Linked DNA regions of Danio rerio: region 2 is linked to region 1. Evidence: chromatin contacts called from public Hi-C data. All regions are on one chromosome and are shown on one strand. Each heading gives the region's core, a stretch centred on a gene start, on an enhancer-like site or on the middle of the called end of the contact. The rest is flanking DNA. Distances are from core to core; before and after follow the strand shown. Region 1 holds the start of aig1 (androgen-induced 1 (H. sapiens)). Region 2 holds the start of adat2 (adenosine deaminase tRNA specific 2).

Evidence for each region. A called contact is a pair of places that touch in the nucleus more often than the background predicts.
Region 2: a contact with region 1 is called in a Hi-C map of an unstated tissue, with 2.9 times the contacts expected there. The contact joins the promoter of adat2 here to the promoter of aig1 in region 1. A contact is called at or near these places in 3 of 18 Hi-C or Micro-C datasets (caudal fin, hematopoietic stem cells and an unstated tissue) and 2 of 4 datasets of contacts at active chromatin or transcription factors (caudal fin and embryo).

The regions. Positions count from the first base shown.
Region 1 is chr20:40,767,974-40,771,984 of GRCz12tu, reverse strand. It overlaps aig1 (androgen-induced 1 (H. sapiens)), which reads right to left and starts at 1,795. Exons shown (of 9, transcript XM_073933551.1): 1 at 1,603-1,795.
Region 2 is chr20:41,039,315-41,043,077 of GRCz12tu, reverse strand. adat2 (adenosine deaminase tRNA specific 2) reads left to right here and starts at 2,175. Exons shown (of 6, transcript NM_001083097.1): 1 at 2,175-2,350. The coding sequence starts at 2,258. It overlaps pex3 (peroxisomal biogenesis factor 3), which reads right to left and starts at 2,094. Exons shown (of 12, transcript NM_200228.1): 1 at 1,876-2,094; 2 at 1,372-1,503; 3 at 1,215-1,296; 4 at 941-984. The coding sequence starts at 1,948.

The DNA of each region.
Region 1 (4,011 bases), core at 546-3,045:
TGAAGAAATCATATTCAGATCATCTATAGCAGGAGTGTCCAAACTCGGTCCCCAAGGGCCGGTGTCCTGCATGGTTTAGCTCCAACTTCGTTCAACACACATCCCTGGAAGTTTCTAGTATACCTAGAAAGAGCTTGATTAGCTTGTTCGGGTGTGTTTAATTAAGATCGGAACTAAAATATGCAGGACAAAGGCCCTCCAGGACTGACTTTGGACATGCCTGATCTATAGCCATAAGAAAACCAAATAATGTCAATAGTTGTCATCATACTTCATCAGTAGATTGATAAAATTAGAAATGATCTTTTTTGTATTACCCGCTTTCTCAAATGTTATCTTTGAATATGCAAATGAGGTCATGAAGTAGGTGTTAGTTTACATGTACAGTTGAAGTCAGAATTATTAGCCCCCTTTGAATTTTTTTCTTCTTTTTAAAATATTTTCCAAATGATGTTTAACAGAGCAAGGAAATTTTCACGGTATTTCTGATTATATTTTTTCTTCTGGAGAAAATCTTACTTGTTTCATTTAGGCTAGAATAAAAGCAGTTTTTTTAAAAAACATCATTTTAGAGACAAAATTATTACTCCCTTTAAGCTATATTTTTTCTCGATAGTCTACAGAAAAAAACACTGTTATACAATAACTTGCCTAATTACCCTTACCTGTCTAGTTAACCTAATTAACCCAGTTAAGCCTTTAAATGTCACTTTAAGCTAAATAGTAGTGTCTTGAAAAATATCTAGTAAAATATTATTTACAGTCATCATGGTAAAGATAAAATAAATCTGTTATTAGAAATGAGTTATTAAAAACATTATGTTTAGAAATATGTTGAAAAAAATCTGCTCTCCATTAAACAAAAATTGGGGAAAAATAAATAAGAGGTCTAATAATTCAGAGGGGCTAATAATTCTGACTTCAACTGTATGTCTAGCACAAAAATTTGAACACTGAATAATCTCAGGTACAAACTTTTTTCTGTTTTTAACATTTTTTCAAAAATGCTTCTTTTCAGAATTTGTAGAATTGTATGCACAATATAAATTTGTAAATTTATAACGATAACCCTTTATAAAAAGAAAGAAAAAAACTCATATGAAAAAAAATGTGTAAGTGCTGCTGAAGTAGAAGACCTATTCTGAAAAACACTCAAATCTAACATACACCAATTGCTAGGTAAAATATAATTGTTTTGTTGTTAAAGCCAAAATAATATTAATAGCAAGCAGCTATAATACACAATTCACAACGTGTTTTTGGCGATGAAAAGCCACATACTAATAATAAAAAAAAATCTCTAAGTTGTCTTAAAACATGAAAACACTAAAAAAACACTATCCGGGAATCGGATACAGACCTAAATAACTCTACAGCTCATTCTGATTGCAAACAGACTGCAGCAAAACAAACGGTAAACAGTAACAATAAGGTACAGATACCCCAGTAAATAGTCCGACTTTCCAACATCAATTTAATTCACAATGTGCATAAACCATGTGGGTATTATTTTCAGATTTAGGCAAATGTGCAGCTGCCAAATTGCTTAAGCAATTTTCATTTGACCCTGAAGTGCTGAGGGTTTGAGCGGGAATATCTCACCTATATATATTCCCCGTCCCTCCAAACGGGATGCAACCTTATCTTGCTCGTTATCCAGGCCCAATAAGTAAAACATGACTGTACCCTACTTTTTTATTTCGCGTTGTAACCTTGAACAAACACCTACTGTGCCTGTACAAACGGGCCTAGTAAACAGTACTTCCTGTGATTCCCACATCTGAACAATGAACACTAGGTGGAGTTAAAGTGCACTGTTTTTGTGAACCTGCTCAGTTGCCTATTGAGGTAAGTTGTCAACTTCATTGTGGATGGATGGATAGATAGATAGATAGATAGATAGACAGACAGACAGACAGACAGACAGACAGACAGACAGACAGACAGACAGACAGACAGACAGACAGACAGACAGACAGACAGACAGACAGACAGACAGACAGACAGACAGATAGATAGATAGATAGATAGATAGATAGATAGATAGATAGATAGATAGATAGATAGATAGATAGATAGATAGATAGATAGATAGATAGATAGATAGATAGATAGATAGATAGAGTGGAATGTAGAATATTAGATGTAGAAATTAAGTTTACAACTGTCACACTTAAAGTATTTTAAGAACTAATAATTGGCCTATTTCAATTCAAGTAGTACTGGAGTATTTGGAAGTATTCTATGGTCATACTCAAAACTCATACAAGTATTAATCTGTTATTTCAGCCAAACAAAAATAAGTACAAAAAAATAGACTAATGAAGATCTGGTGTGCTACACGCTGTGATAGCTGTTTGAGTGAATAAATTAGCTATTTTTAAAGCGTTGATGTTGCCTTTTTTATATACTATAAGTCTTAACTAATAGGCCTACAAAAATTACTTTCAACACGGAGAGACTTTATACCTGAGGCATCTGGATATAAACTACTGTAATACAGTTAGCAAAGATGATTTAATATTCTTTTTGCATGTATTATTAAAGGTTTAAAGCGGAAAGTGCAGCTGAGGGTCAGTGAGAGTCCAGGGGACATTGTCTAAAACACTGCACCTGTGCATATGAGGCAGACGAAGAGAGCAGGAGACTGTGCTGCTTTCCAAGACAGAAAAATAGCTTTATCCTCATATTCTCTCATTCATTATTATTTTTTTATGTTGTATTGGTTGGTTCAAGGATGGATAATCATGAACCAACTGTTTCACTATAGGCTAGTTTCCAATGATAATTCTGTCGATTTTATAAAGCTTCTTCAGAGGTCAGTGTTCTGAGAAAACGGAAAAGTTATTGATTTACTGATTGATTCAGTGAGCCATTCTGCAAGCCTTCCTTATTTTCATAAGACACTTTGAGCAATTAACTGAACTCTCACTGCTTAATTACATTAATAAACACTTACATAACGCATAAACTTTTTAAAATATTTGCAGTTGAAGTCAGAATTATTATTTGATTTTGGTTTTCTTTTTTTTAAATATTTCCCAAATGATGTTTAACAGACCAAGGAAATTTTCACAGTATGTCTGATAATATTTTTTTCTTTTGGAAAAAAATCATTTGTTTTACTTTGGCTAGAATAAAAGCAGTTTTTAATTTTTTAAAAGCTATTTTCAGGACACAATTTTCAGCCCTTTTAAGGTATATTTTTTACTGATAGTCTGCAGAACAAATAATCATCATACAATAACTTGCCGAATTACTCTATAATTCATATAGAGTATAGTTACCCTAATTAACTTTGTTAAGCTTTTAAATGTCACTTTAAGCTGTATAGAATTGTCTTAAAAAACATCTAGTAAAATAGTTTTTACTGTCATCATGGCAAAGATAAAAGAAATCAGTTATTAGAGATAGGTTTTTAAAACTATTATGTTTTATTTATATATATATATATATATATATATATATATATATATATATATATATATATATATATATATATATATATATATATCTTTTATCAAATAAAATATATTGTGCTATATATATGATGTAAAATTCCATACAGCAAAGACTGGCACAAAGAATTCAAAACCTGGTTAAACTTTATTTTGATGGTTTTCTTTAGACGGTGTGTTGACTAAGTAACTTTGCAACTACATATCAACTAACACTCATTAGAGTTTTAGTAGAGTATTAATAGATTGATAGGTTAGGGTTAGGGCTAGTGGAACATCGTCGACATGTCCTTGCAAAGTTAATGATCATTAGAATTTTTTTTGAAGCCCATCTATCCAGCAACCTATTAGCACCTTTAAAGCAAACAGACTGCTAATACCAACGCTGCCTCATTGGAAATACATGCTTTAGTCTGGGCTAGACAATACGGCAAAACAAATTATCAAGATATAATGTTTTATATAATTCAGTATCTAATATTACGTCATATTTTTTAACAATCCATTTAGAAATAAAGTCCATAATTGTTTTTTAAATTTTATTATCATTTAA
Region 2 (3,763 bases), core at 926-3,425, 270 kb before region 1:
TACTTAAAAAAAAAAGTTTCAATTGTTACTACAACTGTTTACTACTTGAATACAATTGACAATTCAGCTCACTCTGATATTCAATTTCTTTGAAAAAAGTTATTTATTATTTTTAAGATTTTTTGATTGAGAATGTTAAAAAGGAAATTCTGTAAAATAAAAAAATATTCAATTATATTAAATTTTAAAAGGAATGAGTGAATTGAAATGTCAACATTTTTACTGTAATTTTACTGTTCATAAACAAAATAAATTCAATTGCTATATACAAAATATTTATTCTCAATAAAAACAATAGGGCGTCACAGTGGCGCAGTGGGTAGCATGATCATCTCACAGCAAGAAGGTTGAGGATTCGAGCCCTGGCTGGGTAAGTTGGCATTTCTGTGTGTAGCATGTTCTCCTCGTGTTCTCGTGGGTTTCCTCTGGGTGCTCCAGTTTCCCCCACAATCTAAAGACATGTGCTATAGGTGAATTGAATAAATTAAATTGGCCGTAGTGTATGTGTGCATGTCAGAGTGTATGATGAGTGTTTTCAAGTGCTAAGTTGCCTGCTGAAAGTGCATCCGCTGCGTAAAACATATGCTGGATAAGTTGGCGGTTCATTCCGCTGGGGCAACCCCTGATTAATAAAGGGACTAAGCTGAAAGAAATGACTGAATGAAAAAAAAAACAATAGGCGACACAGTGGTGCAGTGGGTAGCAAGATTGCATAAACTAAATTGGCCATAGTGTATCTAGTGAATGAGGATGTATGGATGTTTTCCAGTCTTGGGTTGCAGTCGGAAGGGCATCCACTGTGTAAAACATATGCTGGATAAGTTGGCGGTTCATTCTGCTGGGGCAACCTCTAATTAATAAAGAGACTAAGCCGAAAAGAAAATGAATGAATGAAAAAACAATATATGACAAACTACATAAAAATGAGAAATAATCTCACTTATAATCTTTAGATCCTCCCAGATTTCAAGTTTATTTGCTGGCCTGTAGAGAAAGACATGATCACTTGCGTCATTTATATTCTTTTACGTTTATAATGTAGTTAAGCTTCTACAACACACACACACACACACACACACACACACACACACACACACACACACACACACAAACACAAACACACACACACAAACACACACACAAACACACACACACACACACACACACACACACACACACACACACACACACACACACACACGTGCATAACTCACTTAGTCTTCAGCAAAGCAGTGAGACTCTCTGAGTTCAGGTGATGGATGATTGCCTCTCGGAGAGTGGGGAGCATTGATAACACTACAAAAAACAAATTACATACTCCATAAATAATTATAACAACATAAACATCAGTTATGGCGGTATTTAGTTTACCTGTCATGTTGCATGTCCTTTGGTTGCTTTCAAAATGAAACTGTCTCCGAGCTTGAGCAATGTATTCAGCTGCCTCTCGCTCCTGCATCTCCTGAATTTTTCTCTGTGCATATTTACCAAGCAGATAAACACCTGCAAATAAAAAGTTTGAGATTACAATATAGTATAGCATCCATGTTAACAAAGTGATATGCTGCAAGCAAGAACTATTCAGTTAAATAAAGCCTTTCTGTTGACTAAAAATACCAGGGCAAAGTCCATTTCAACTTTGATTTGACTATGCCAATAGAAAAACTAGGTGACAGGTGAACTGAGATTGAAGGGCTGAATGTGGAAAAAATATATAATGGTTGTCAACACTGTAATAACACGCTAAACTACACATCACATCATATTAACATGCTATAGCTACAAGTATTTTATTAAAAACAAGAAATAGTTACAGCTAGTGAACAGTCACTGATATGTATGCATGGATGAGGTTCAGTTGCCCACGTTAGTTACCTCCAACAAACACCCCAGTGAAGATGAATTTCCTCTTATGGCGTTTGATGAAATTCCATGTAGAACTCAACATTTTAACAGACTTGACACCGAAAATTAAAAGAAATAAGAGAAGCAAGAGCGGGTTTAGACGTAACTCACTAGCTAGCACAATGCTACATGGCAATAAGTTCTCATGTTAGCTGCAGACAGGCTAACTGCAGATAACAGATAGAGTCTATTCGGTCGATCGATTACTCGGTCTGTTCACCACCCTGAGGTGTCCATCGGTTATTACAGTCCTCCGTAAACACGTGCAGGGAAAACGCTGTTGTTTTTTATATTTGTGCTGACTTTACTTTATTTGTACGCTTACAAGTTTGTTATTGACACGTATATAGGGATGCAAGAAGTCGGTGTTGATCCCGAGAAGAATGATTTTCTGCAGCCCTCAGATAGTGAGGTACAAACATGGATGGCAAAGGCGTTTGATATGGTAAAGCTTCTTTGGTGTTTAACGTTTCTTTTATTGAGGTAAAGTTGGTTTTATATTAGGACATTCTGAATTTTTCCCTTAATAATATAATTTATTATAATATAAATTATAGTGGGTAGTGCTGTTGCCTCACAAGCATGAAGGTCGCTGGTTCAGTTGGCGTTTCTGTGTGGAGTTTGCACGTTCTCCCCGTGTTCGCGGAAAAAATACGTACTTTTAGAACCACTTTGCTTTTGGAACTGGAATTCCAGAAGGGAACAGACTTGACTGCTACACCGGGTTGCGCACCCCTGCCCTAAAATTCACTCCATCTGAAATGTTCATCTATTAACTAAAATTGATTAAAACAATAATAGTACTAGAGTTATGACAACAATGAGAGTGACTGAGTTGAGTTTCATTAATGGAACCCTTCCCATAGAGAAGATACATGGATAAATAGATCAATAAACTCACTTTAAATACAATGCCGATGAGATTAAGTAAATTGTGTAATGGGTGGTTTAGTTTAAACCAGCAACAACAATTTTATGTGTTCCATGTTACCTAAATGTCTGTTTAAAGCCCACCAAAAAGCCTAATTTTAGGCCACACTACAGTCATTACTATTATTTTACATTTATTTGTTAACCTAGCGCATTTAAAATTTGCTTAACTTCTTGTCCTTGTTTTATCCATCATAATAATAATTTTATGTTTTAATCAATTTAGATAAAAAAAAAAAAAAGAATTTTGACTGAGAATGTTAATGAAAGTCTATGAGGGAATGCATTTTGCGTCAGCGGTGTATTTCTCGGCACAACACTGGTTTCCCCCACAAGTCAGAAGACATGCTGTAGGTGAATTTGGTAAGCCAAATTGTCTGGAGTGTTTGTCTGTGAATGAGTGTATGGGTGTTTCCTAGCAATAGGTTGCATCACCTGCGTAAAAATATGCTGGATGAGTTGGTGGTTCCTTCCACTGTGGCGACCCCTAATTAATAAAGGGATTAAGCTGTAAAGAAAATGAATAAATGAATATCATCAGCCAATGACTATCAGAGCACAACAGTGCTCACTCACAGTCGATCAAATAGTGCTAATGTTGTTCTTAAGTCCTTTTTACATGTGGTTTCACACAGAATAAGAAAAATACCATGGTAAGCAATATAGGGATCGTGTCACAAGTTGGCACTAAACAAATGTACCAATGTAAAACCAACTTTACATTACCCTTAATGTTTCTTTTTCAGTATTCATCATGCCTACTGTCATATCCTCTTTTAGTTATTGCAGTACAAAGTTATAGTTACTGTGAAATCACAATAATTTAACTTGTTGCATTTGTTTTGGTCAAGTTAAAATATGCTTTAAGAAAGATATTAATACTAATTACAGTGTTTTTAAAATAGTTTTTTTTCCAAAGAATAATTAT